4 separate regions of the Zea mays genome follow, and regions 1, 2 and 4 are each linked to region 3. Evidence: chromatin contacts called from public Hi-C data. All regions are on one chromosome and are shown on one strand. Each heading gives the region's core, a stretch centred on a gene start, on an enhancer-like site or on the middle of the called end of the contact. The rest is flanking DNA. Distances are from core to core; before and after follow the strand shown. Region 1 has its middle 66 kb from the start of LOC107548100. Region 2 has its middle 45 kb from the start of LOC107548100. Region 3 holds the start of LOC100276360. Region 4 holds the start of LOC107548100 (Nucleic acid-binding OB-fold-like protein).

What was found. Hi-C and Micro-C count contacts between places; a contact is called where the count stands out from the background.
Region 1: a Hi-C map of tassel shows a contact between it and region 3, with 2.1 times the contacts expected there. The contact joins the enhancer-like site here to the promoter of LOC100276360 in region 3. A contact is called at or near these places in 5 of 25 Hi-C or Micro-C datasets (bundle sheath, ear, endosperm and 2 more).
Region 2: a contact with region 3 is called in a Hi-C map of leaf, with 3 times the contacts expected there. The contact joins the enhancer-like site here to the promoter of LOC100276360 in region 3. A contact is called at or near these places in 3 of 25 Hi-C or Micro-C datasets (leaf and seedling).
Region 4: a contact with region 3 is called in a Hi-C map of tassel, with 2.4 times the contacts expected there. The contact joins the promoter of LOC107548100 here to the promoter of LOC100276360 in region 3. A contact is called at or near these places in 3 of 25 Hi-C or Micro-C datasets (bundle sheath, ear and tassel).

Annotation. Positions count from the first base shown.
Region 1 is chr5:130,589,444-130,592,208 of Zm-B73-REFERENCE-NAM-5.0, forward strand. No RefSeq gene overlaps it. Among protein-coding and RNA genes, the nearest start is that of LOC107548100, 66 kb to the right of the region's middle. Within about 2 kb of position 1,433, at least 14 of the 20 cell types and tissues checked have an H3K27ac peak or open chromatin away from gene starts, as enhancers often do. A contact at or near this core is called in bundle sheath, endosperm, leaf and 1 more, where this site is marked.
Region 2 is chr5:130,610,607-130,613,306 of Zm-B73-REFERENCE-NAM-5.0, forward strand. No RefSeq gene overlaps it. Among protein-coding and RNA genes, the nearest start is that of LOC107548100, 45 kb to the right of the region's middle. Within about 2 kb of position 1,270, at least 13 of the 20 cell types and tissues checked have an H3K27ac peak or open chromatin away from gene starts, as enhancers often do. A contact at or near this core is called in leaf and seedling, where this site is marked.
Region 3 is chr5:130,439,910-130,442,722 of Zm-B73-REFERENCE-NAM-5.0, forward strand. LOC100276360 reads left to right here and starts at 1,367. Exons shown (of 5, transcript NM_001374054.1): 1 at 1,367-1,605; 2 at 1,915-1,951; 3 at 2,070-2,448; 4 at 2,554-2,673. The coding sequence starts at 1,563.
Region 4 is chr5:130,655,649-130,658,348 of Zm-B73-REFERENCE-NAM-5.0, forward strand. It overlaps LOC107548100 (Nucleic acid-binding OB-fold-like protein), which reads right to left and starts at 1,322. Exons shown (of 1, transcript NM_001323008.1): 1 at 558-1,322. The coding sequence starts at 1,218. The coding sequence ends at 790.

The DNA.
Region 1 (2,765 bases), core at 183-2,682, 150 kb after region 3:
GGTACCCGACACTACCAGTGCAATCTTATACAAGAGCATGCATGTTTAGCGTGGGTCTGTCCAACCTGGTATTGGCCTTGAATCCCTAGGTCTAGCCAAAAAGGTCCTATCCTACTGGAGTCAAAGCCAAAACACCCTAATTGTTACTCTGCCCCTTTTATAGTGCAAGGGATAAGAGAGGTTACATGAACCTCAAATTTGATTAGATAATCTCAACTACCCCGTACTTACCCAATTCTTAGAGTTGTACTAGGACCATGCCTTCGGTCATGGTATACTATTGAATATGTCCTTTCATTAGGCAACTGCCATATCTATCACGGGGACATGTATGATATGTTGTATGCATGGGCCATGTCGTTCACTATGATATTACCAATGTAGCTTTTTATATTTGATAATACTTTATAACACAATACTCGTGCCCACACATAGCTAAAGGTCAATGCACATACCATACAATAGTCTCGAGTACCCTACAACCTATGTCATGGCAACAACACGCTTGTCAGGTCTATAATGCCACATATCATACATTTAATAATTGTACCTAAGACTTACCATATAAGCTAACGATTTAGATTTTTCATCAGTGCTTTTATATGTGGGGTCCTGACCATGAGGCAGTACTATCCTTGGTGACCCTAGACATATTGTTCTATATTGAGGTAGATTATACTCACACATATAAGTCTCTTGTTCTGGGGGTGATCTATGGTTAAGGGCCCAACGATCCTTGTAATGCGAGACTGGGTATCTTAATGTTCTATGGGCCAATAGAGCGCCCTAGAGTCTATGTGTTGATGAGTGCTTTACAAGCCAAACTGACCTTGAGTATCTATACTCTTCATAGTGCCATGAGACACAAGGGGCCCAGGGGACATAGACTCTTGAGTGCCTCAGGAGACAAGGGGCCTCTGGAGCTTGGATCACTAAATAGTGCCTCCATAGTATAAGGGACCTAGAGGACTTACATTATTCTACTATGGCCCCTCAGGACATAAGTGGCCTTAGGGACCTCGAGTTTTGAAACTAGATTTGATAAGAGTACTCCTTTGTTTTATGGATCACGGATGACAAGTCTACCAGATGGGCACTCCCTCCTTTCCTTTCCCTGAAATTGCAACTGATCAATCATTCAATTGTGCACGATATTGTAGACGACAAATTATGTAATGCGTTATCAATGGTCGTACATAGATTTGTTTTCTCTCTGTGTAAATCATTGTGCAAGAGAGTACTGGATCCGCATTATTAATGGTAGGAACATTGTTAGGTTCTGGGAAAACAGAAAAGCTTATCTTTTAGCAAGGAAATTAGAAAGAAAGCAGTATTTGTTTGGATGTGGCCAATGCATCAGATTCTCTAGAGGGGGAACTTTAGGCGAAGCAGCTGTGTGTCGTGTTTGGTTCGTTCAACTTTATTTGAGGAGTCATGTCAATAGACCTGCATCAGCATCAGGGGTCGGCCTGCACCTAGATGACGTGCTTGTCTCGCCATACAATTTTTGTCCACTCTTGGCTATTGGCAGCAACTAGCTTTATTATTGATGCCACTGCCAGCATTTGGAAGAATAATTGGTATCCCGTGCTCAAGCAAAAGTTGAACAGGCTCTTGGCTTCCGATTAAATTAAGCCAATTGTAATTGTTTGGACTACTACAACTTTAATCCACTGGAAAAAAACACTGTAAAACAGTAGAAATTATTACGGATTAAAAGCCAAGCGAACTGAACCAAAATTGTACATCTCCTTGCAGATTCAATCACATTAAATTAAACACTGTACGGTTGAACAACAGCTTCAGCTTCCGTTACGCAATGGAAGTAGTAATAGAGCGGTTTTGTTTTAGGAAACAAACATGCTCTTGAATAAGATGCATGGTATGTAGGAACATGATCTACTTTACTGGGAGACTGGTTTGGATTCGATGAGGATGTGACCTTGGCAGCATGAGTCGAATCAGTTCACGTCTTCACTGCTGTACTTTTATTGCAAATTGGCAGAATTACGCCAAAAATGAAGTTACCAAGAGAATGCAGCTACCTCAGCCTGAAACAAACAATGAGAGAAACGCTAGGAGCAACAATATCTTTCTGCTGTCACCTACCTGTGATCTTCCGAAGGATTGAATGAGAGCCAATCAAAATGTTTTCTAAATTAGCTGTTGTTGCATTCGACCTTCGAAAAATCCAAAAAATTCAAACGAGTGGTGACTGGACCGAATGTCCATTCAAACCAGTGCAAAAGCCAACACGCAGGAAACACTTGGAAACCTAAAAGTGTTGCTCTCAACCTCAATAAAGCTGGTGAAAGAGCGCACACACAAATCACATATACCAACTGCTGGTTTCATGATTTAAAATAGTTTCTGGACAATTTAGAAACACCGGATTAAGATGATCGATATATGGACACCAAGAACTCAAAACACAAACTACACACGCAAAGGCGGCTTGATGGAGGTGAAGAATTGGCCTGACTTGGTTTAGCCTTTCCTGGCCGGCCCAATGTCGTCCAAGCTGGATTTTAGGGTTGGCTGCTTAGCTGGGACCATGACCTAGCTATTATAGCTAGGATTAAAGGGTAGCCAACCAAGTTTCACATGTTCAGCCCCTGGAACCTCTCCTCCAAAAGTGTAAAATACCTCAAATAAATTCAAAACAAGATATAACTTTGCAAATATGTTAGGAAGGGACTTAGGAAGGTTATTCTATGAGATCAAGTCCAAACTCCAAATGGAACTCTCGAGATCTAAAAAGTTCC
Region 2 (2,700 bases), core at 20-2,519, 170 kb after region 3:
TAGCATCTATTTAGGCATTCTGATTAGTCTTAAATCTCCAGAATAATGAAATCACCCAAAAAAACAAGATTAGATGATTTGGGAGAGAAAAAATCAAACAAAAAACGAAAGCAAGCACAAAGGGCCATGAATTTCATATGAAAGTTTTATTTGGTTCAATCCTCATAGTTTGGCACATTGCTTGAGTTTACATGGAATTTGGATTACAAATTTCAGATCTAGATTTGTATATCTCACACAAATCTAGATCTGAAATTTATAGCAACAAGGATAGAAGAAAACAACGTGTTGGAGAGAGATCAGGCTCGTTGGATCAATCTTCTTCTTATTTATAGCAACAAGCTCTTTACAACTTTGTTTCACATCAACACGAACTTCGTATGATACAATATGCCACCTTTAGTTCCCACCAAAAATAAAGCTGTGTTTTGAGGCCCAAACCCAAGAAACGGTTGGTGTCGTGGTTTTAAGGGCAAGCCTATCAAACCCCTCACGAGTAGCATATTGGATATGCACCCTTTATGATCTCGAGTCGTGTCATCGCTAATCCTCAATCACTCGAACAACTCCGCTTGACCCGATCATCTGTCGTCTTGACTTCATCAACACAATATACTTCTCATGTACTCTTGCACTTATTGATGTTCATAGGTGTCACCTATCATGGTCAATCCTCGGGCTTCTTTAGTTGCTCTGTTCAAACCTCGATGCCTGTCCTTTACCACTCCAAGTCTATTGGCACAAACTCATTTGACCTTCACCTGCACCGTCGAACAACTCATGCTAAGGTTAGTCAGTTTCAAAACAAAGTCAGTTATCCTTTTGACGATCGCTTATCATATTTGATCACCGTAGGTACATATATCAACTACATGTTGGCATATTCACGACAAATAATATGCACAGTAAACAGATAAATGTAATTAGTGAAAACTTATTTGGGTCATATCCTCTTCATCCAACCCATGGAGACTAGTGTGGATCATCTATGGGTCTCCATCATCATTTCTGTTTTTCTTTAGCCTAGGAGGTCAAGGCTGAGAGAGTAACAATAATCCACCCCAAGTCAAATGTACATGGAAGTTTTCCATATATGATAACACTACTTGACAACAAGTAAGCTGAATCAATCGGTTGATCTCAGCCGCTGCACAACTTGTTCAGGATTATAATTGACCTCGACGGCAGGAGCTTAGCGCGCGGAAGAGAGGAGAGGCACCTGGTCACAGTTTAATTAGTCCAGTGTCGCTGTCTGATACAGCTGCGGTGCATGGGAACACTGCTCCTTCCTTTCGCTCGCTTACGTCGTGCTGCGCGGATTGGTCGGCTGTTGACCATGGCCCAACGTGGTGCCGCTTCTCTTGGATCCACATCAAGAAAACGATGTAACAGCCATGCATGTGGTGGGAAGATTGGCCTTACCATCGCATTTGGCAACACCACCACCGTCCAGGCAAAAGATAACATTCATGCGCCAAGGATAGCGTAGCATAGCCGAATTGGCATCCTGATTCGCTAAAGCTTTTTGGTTCAGAGAAGTATATCTGTCTGATTGGAATTCTTTTTTGGGCTAGCGCAATCAATCTGAATCCGGGACCATGTTTCTGTTCACAAAAAGAGAAGGCGAGGTACAACCTGTTGTTTTTTTTTTCCTTTCCTTTCCTTTCTGTCTGTCCTCTGAATTATTGGGACACGTACGGTGGCGTGCAGACTGGAACGAGAGAGTGTTAGATACAAACATTAATTGGCTTGCTAAGGGGGTGTTTGGTTTCTAGTGACTAATATTTAGGCCCCGTTTGGTTAGGGTGTCTAAAGTTTAGTGACTAAATTTTAGTTACTTTTAGACTGATTGCAACGGTAGACTGTAAATTATATCCTCTATACGAATATTTAGTGCCCCTCTAAAAAGATTCCAACCTCTAAACACTAAACTCTTGCAACAGTAACCTGTAAACCATCCTCCCGGCCTCTAGACTCGTACCGTGCTGCAGCCAGAAACGTTGCGTCCGCGCCGCCGCGCGCCGTCTGCGCCACGCCGTGCGTCGCCGCGCCACCACCACGGGTCCGAGCCCCACGCCGCCGGCCACGCCCAGCTCGCTGCACACCCTTGCTGCACCCTCCACGCCTTCTCTCCTCCAAGATCCGGCACCCTCCATGGCTTCTCTCCTCCAAGATCCACGCTAGGTTCTTGATTCCAAATTAATTCCACATTTCAAGTTCCAGATTTTCGAGCTCCTCTAGTCTTCCTCTCTGCCACTACCGATCCATCAGGTAGCTGTCTTGATTTGTGATTTTTTTGCATGTCCACACCCTTGCTGCAATAAAGGTTATAATTCCAGTTTAAAAACACTTCACTGCAGAGTATACGTCGAACAATGGATGAAGAAGACAATTTCTTTCTTATTAGGTTCTTCATTGCAGAGGATACGATGAATTATGAGTTGCTCGATGATGATGAGGAAGAAGTACATGCTATGATGTCAACCATGGATGGAGAGAGCTTTAACCATGGCTCTATAAGACGACTTGTCCCTAGAGACCATGGTGATGGAGAGGCAAGGATCATTTGCCATTACTTTGCAGCCAACCCTGTCTACACGCCAGAACAATTCCGTAGAAGGTTTCGTATGAAGCGTCACATATTCATCCGCATTCTCAATGCAGTTCAATCTGTCGACAGATACTTCCAACAACGTGAGG
Region 3 (2,813 bases), core at 117-2,616:
TGTTAAGCTCCATGTTCGAATTAACACCACAATCTTATCATGAACAATAAATAATCCAACAACAATGATAAAGCATGATCATAATTCAGTTGTAAACATTAATCCCAAAATCAGGTAGAGTAATAGCAAGACTATCTAATGATTCATTTGTTTGCAAGTGTAGGGTGAAAAAAAACTAGGGTAACTTATTAGGTGCCATCAAGTTAACCTAAACATGTCACGGTGATTATCAGGAACATTATTAGGTAAAGAAAGTGATCAAGATCACAACTTACCTTCAACGAGCTCTTGCTCAGATTCCTCAACTTGTGGTGCTTTTCGGGTTGCTCGGTCACTTGCTCGTCTATTCGCAGAAATACATACAAACAATACATATGTACAAAAAATAACATCACACCAAGCAATAAAATAATAGTGGAATATTATTCTACAGGTCATTGGGTTCGAGAACCACTAAATTCGTGTTTAAAATGAATTAGTTATGAATTTTCCAAGGTTTGAGGAATTGTTTTCATAGAGGAAATCATTTTCAGAATTTATTTAGAATTAAAATGAGCAAACTGGTGTGCATATACTATTTTTCTAAAGCATGGGGTTAAAATTGCAAGAAACAAGACCTATCTGTAATATTTTTTTTTCAACAGAGGTGGGATACAGGTTAATGTTTATAAATTCCGAGGGCTCTTTTGCAAGACCAACCTCGGATGCCGGTTTAGGGACATGTGGCTCTCCACGACTGGCTGGAACCGAGCCATACCCAGGTACACACGAGGGGGGGGATCCAATCTGCACCAGATCCCCACCACCGGTGCATGTGTGTTTAAACGGAAATCCTGCAGGACCGCCGGATCGACGATCAAGGATCAGAGGTTTATGCGCCGAAGGTGTGACCTACCGATCTATATCTGTTTCCGTATACTCAAACTTATATATTTAAAATGTCAATATTCATTCAAATCTTATCCGACACAACTCGATAATATCTGTATCCAATTTGAACGAAGAGAAAATATGAAAAGAAAAATATGTTCGTATCCGATTCAATTACACTTCTAGTATCAATTACATTTCTAGTACAGACGTTTTGGAGAAGCCAATTTTTTTTTATTTTTCTTAGAAAGCTGTTACCGTTACTACTTTATTACTTAGATGAGAGAGAGAAAGCGCGCAAGAAAGACAGAAAGACGACACTGTAGTGACTAGTGTGAGAGAGAGCTAGATACAGATAGAGATGGAGGTGGAGTGGAGGTGGGCTTGGTGGGACCCGATAGATGTCCGCGGGTCCGGCCACGGCGAGGCCAGTGACTCATGATCCTCCTCTATTTAAGCTGGCGTCCTTCACTCGCTCGTCACTCACAAAGAAGCCGGGGACGGAGAGCAGAGAGCTTCAGCGCAACTGTGCTCAATCGTTTCTTCGTCTTTAGTTGGTGCTTGGTCTCCCTCCGTCCTCTGTTTCCCAAACAGAGGTGTCTCAGCTGACTCTTTTGCTTGCTAGCAAAATAGCACACTCTCTCTCTAGAGCTGAGCACCACCTTGCTGAAGGCAGCTAGCTAGCGACGACCATGGTCTCCTCGGACACCATCCGCACGGCCATCGGCGTCATCGGTGGGTAGTAGTCAATACCTGCTTAGTATGTCTTTCTCTCTCTCTCTCTCGCCAACAAGCTTGCTTGAAACATGTCCCGGTACTCGTCAACGCAAAGCATTATTTATGTGCATGTCAGGATTAATTTCGTGGAGGCAGGCCTACTCATTTTCCTTCCCATATGCTGCTTGTTCATATATAGGACTAATTTGCCCCAAATTAAAGTTCAATTGGTGAATTTTTTTCTATTTGTTGCCACAAAGGAAAGGACGGGCTATATATATTATATACTCACTTTTGGGTTTCTTTTCTGGTATGGGTGTCTCGCAGGCAATGGGACCGCCCTGGTGCTCTTCCTCTCCCCGGTGTAAGAACAGCCAATTAATACAGATACTCATACAACATGTGTGTGTGTTTGAAGGAGGATGTACGTACTAACCGAAGGACGTATTATACAACGTACGTACGTACGTACGAACATGCAGGCCTACGTTCATCCGCATCTGGAAGAAGGGGTCGGTGGAGCAGTACTCGCCGATCCCGTACGTGGCGACGCTGCTGAACTGCATGATGTGGGTGTTGTACGGGCTGCCGCTGGTGCACCCGCACAGCATGCTGGTGATCACCATCAACGGCACCGGCATGCTCATCCAGCTGACCTACGTGGCGCTCTTCCTCGTCTACTCCGCGGGGGCGGCGCGCCGCAAGGTGTCCCTCCTGCTGGCCGCCGAGGTCGCCTTCGTCGGCGCCGTCGCCGCGCTGGTGCTCGCCCTGGCGCACACCCACGAGCGCAGGTCCATGGTGGTCGGCATCCTCTGCGTCCTCTTCGGCACCGGCATGTACGCCGCGCCGCTCTCCGTCATGGTAAGTACTGTAGTATATGTATGCCTTTGTTCCTACATGTACGCCGCGCCTAATGCCCTTCTTTTAATTTGTTACCCTCGTATGATGCGTGCGTGCGTGGATCAGAAAATGGTGATCCAGACGAAGAGCGTGGAGTACATGCCGCTGTTCCTGTCACTGGCTTCCCTGGTGAACGGCATCTGCTGGACCGCCTACGCGCTCATCCGCTTCGACCTCTACATCACCGTAAGCAACTACAACCCTGCTGGACCTGGACATGGCACGCGCGCCTGTCCGCCGCACATGTACAGTACGATTCCTATCCTGTGCAGTTAGATCATATCACCCGGTTCAAATGCCCATCTATCCAGCGGGCGGCGACCATG
Region 4 (2,700 bases), core at 72-2,571, 220 kb after region 3:
CTAGCTATAGCAGGAGTTTACTGGAAATAATGCAAAAGGATGGTCACAAGACATTACAAGCCAGATACAACCCAGTAATCATCTAATAACACAATGGTGTTCAACTCTAATCATCTACTCAATTGTGCTAACGAAGGTTAATAAACCCTTAGAAAAGATAATTTGGGTCCACAATTGCCTCATGAACATCTAAAGTCATATGTGGGTCTGTAAAGCTGACATGGTAGGAATATATATATATCTTAGAGCACAGACGGCAACAAAACAGAGGAACGCAGTGTATTGAGAAACAGTTTAGTAGTGTGGGGGCAACGACATTGCGAGTAGAAAGTAAAGATGCAGACATCAAATTGCACTGAATTATTTTTACTGTGCATACTGATCAGAGGCGAGAGGTCACAACAAGTGCCACCCGGTCACAAACATGTACCCAGACAGAATCCAACCAAGGAACCCAGTAGTTGAATACAAAGAATAACACCAGGGATGAACTGAACATAAGAGGCATTAGAAAAAAAAAATTGGATCATGCCCAACCAAATATATCATATTAACAGAAAGGGAGAGGAACGGTTCGTTCAGTCCCATACTTGCTATATCACCATATGGGGTTATTGGGCACAACAAGTGCCCCCAAATCATTATACACAGTACTCTCCGCCCAAATCATTATACCATCACCACGACTACCATTCTTCAGTCATGGTAGCCACCACAAAACAGAAGGATACAATTGTTTTGCATACGTTTAGTTTACCATGGAAAGGGACCGTGTGGAAGAGGCGATCATCAGATCTTGTCGATGTCCTCGTCCTCGAACTGTATATAGTCATCCTGCGCGCCGGCTTCCTCCTCATCAACGACGCCCTCGTTGAGCCTGACGTTGTCGGGGATCTCGCCGTAGGCCTTGAGCAGGCGGGCCTCGTCGTTCATGTACTTGAGGATGACGTCCGCCTTGTCGTCCTGGTAGTCGCGCAGGCCGACGAGCACGATGTCCCCGGCGGCGATCCACACCTTCTTGTGCATCTTGCCCCGGATGTGGCAGAGGCGCTTGGTGCCGTCGATGCAGAGCGCCTCGCAGCGGCCGTTGCCCAGCATCCGCGTCACCTGCGCGTACTCCTGCCCGTCCTCCTTGAACACCAGCTCCCGCTTCTCGTCGTCCGCCTCGTTCTTGCCCCGCTTCCGGTTCTTGCCTCCCTTTCCCTTGTTCTTCGGCATCGCGTTGCGGGCGAGGAAACCTTTAGCGCCGCTTGATGGGAGCGGCGGTGGGGCTTTGGGCGCTCGGCAGCTAAGTTCCGTTGGGACTTGGGTCGTTGCCTTTTGGTTTGATTTATAGAAAGAAGAAGCAAAAGGCCCCGACGAGCACGGCAGGAGATGTGAGCCGTTCGATCTAACGGGATGTGAGGATTTTGACGGTGCCGATGGGTCGTGTCTTCGTGGGGCCGCCGACGCAGGACCTTTCTTGGGCCCACCTCCGGACGGGACCCGACGACCGAGTAGGAATAGGTTCTCTATTTTCTTTCGGTTGCTTGGAGAACCGGATACGCGGCGGCCGCGCCTGGGCCCATCACAGCTGGGCAGCTGACGTGAATTGACGGATATTATTTATTTAATATTTGTTTTTATATTTTATTTTGGATTAGGATTAGATACAGATATTATCAAGTTGTGTCAGTTAAGATGTAAATAATTATTGACATTTTAAAAATCCAACTTTAAAAATACGGATACAGATAAAGATCAGATACGGATCAGATATAGAATATCCAAACTTAGATACGAATCACATCTTAGCCCTCTTAAACAGATCAAATTTAAATACGAACGAATAATATCATACCATTTACACCCTTAGGTATATCCCTCACGACTCATTTTAATTTCTATACCTTACTCACTATATATTAGAGTTGAGAAATTCATACCGATGTTACAGTTTCGATAATGGTATCGCTTGTTGGGCTTGTGCGCCAAATAACACAACTACAGATCTAAATGAAGTGCTTGTTATTGCAATACTAAGAAATACTATATGCCACACAATGAATCCATGTTTTGATCATTTACTGCCGTAGGGTAAATGATAAAAGAGCACAACAACATGTTGGTCTCCTGTCAAGATTCCTGTAAGAAACTAAAATAGGGCAACACAATCAAATTGATGAAACCTTCCTCTTTTTTCACTCATGCAGAGAGAAAAAAGAGGCCAAGGGTACAAGGTGAAACAAATGTAGAAAACATGTGAGATCAAATATAAGAATAAAGGTGTCATAGAACCTAGTCATTGATCTTTCTTTGATCTTTATATTGTTTATCTCTGCAATTGCCGATAAATATGAGTGAGTACCTTCGAGATACTTGTTGGTATTCAAAGATGTGTTTGTCTCAGTAGGTTTGGAGGTGGAGCATTTCAGTGAGGTGTGAGCACGTGAATCGTCCCGAAAAGGCTCCACTCTACATGACACTGTATTTATATTTATAGGAACATGGTAACACATAACTTCATGTGAAATGACATTTGTGCCCTTAAACTTCATAGACATCATCTTTAGAATCCAATGGAGGCATTGATGTACTTTCCTTCGCAAAACGTGTCGTGCAATCTGCATGGCACTATACACCTATTTATAGTGACGACTCAGTACATCTTTGTATAAAATTACAAACATACACTCAGTTCCTATACATATAAACTATGAA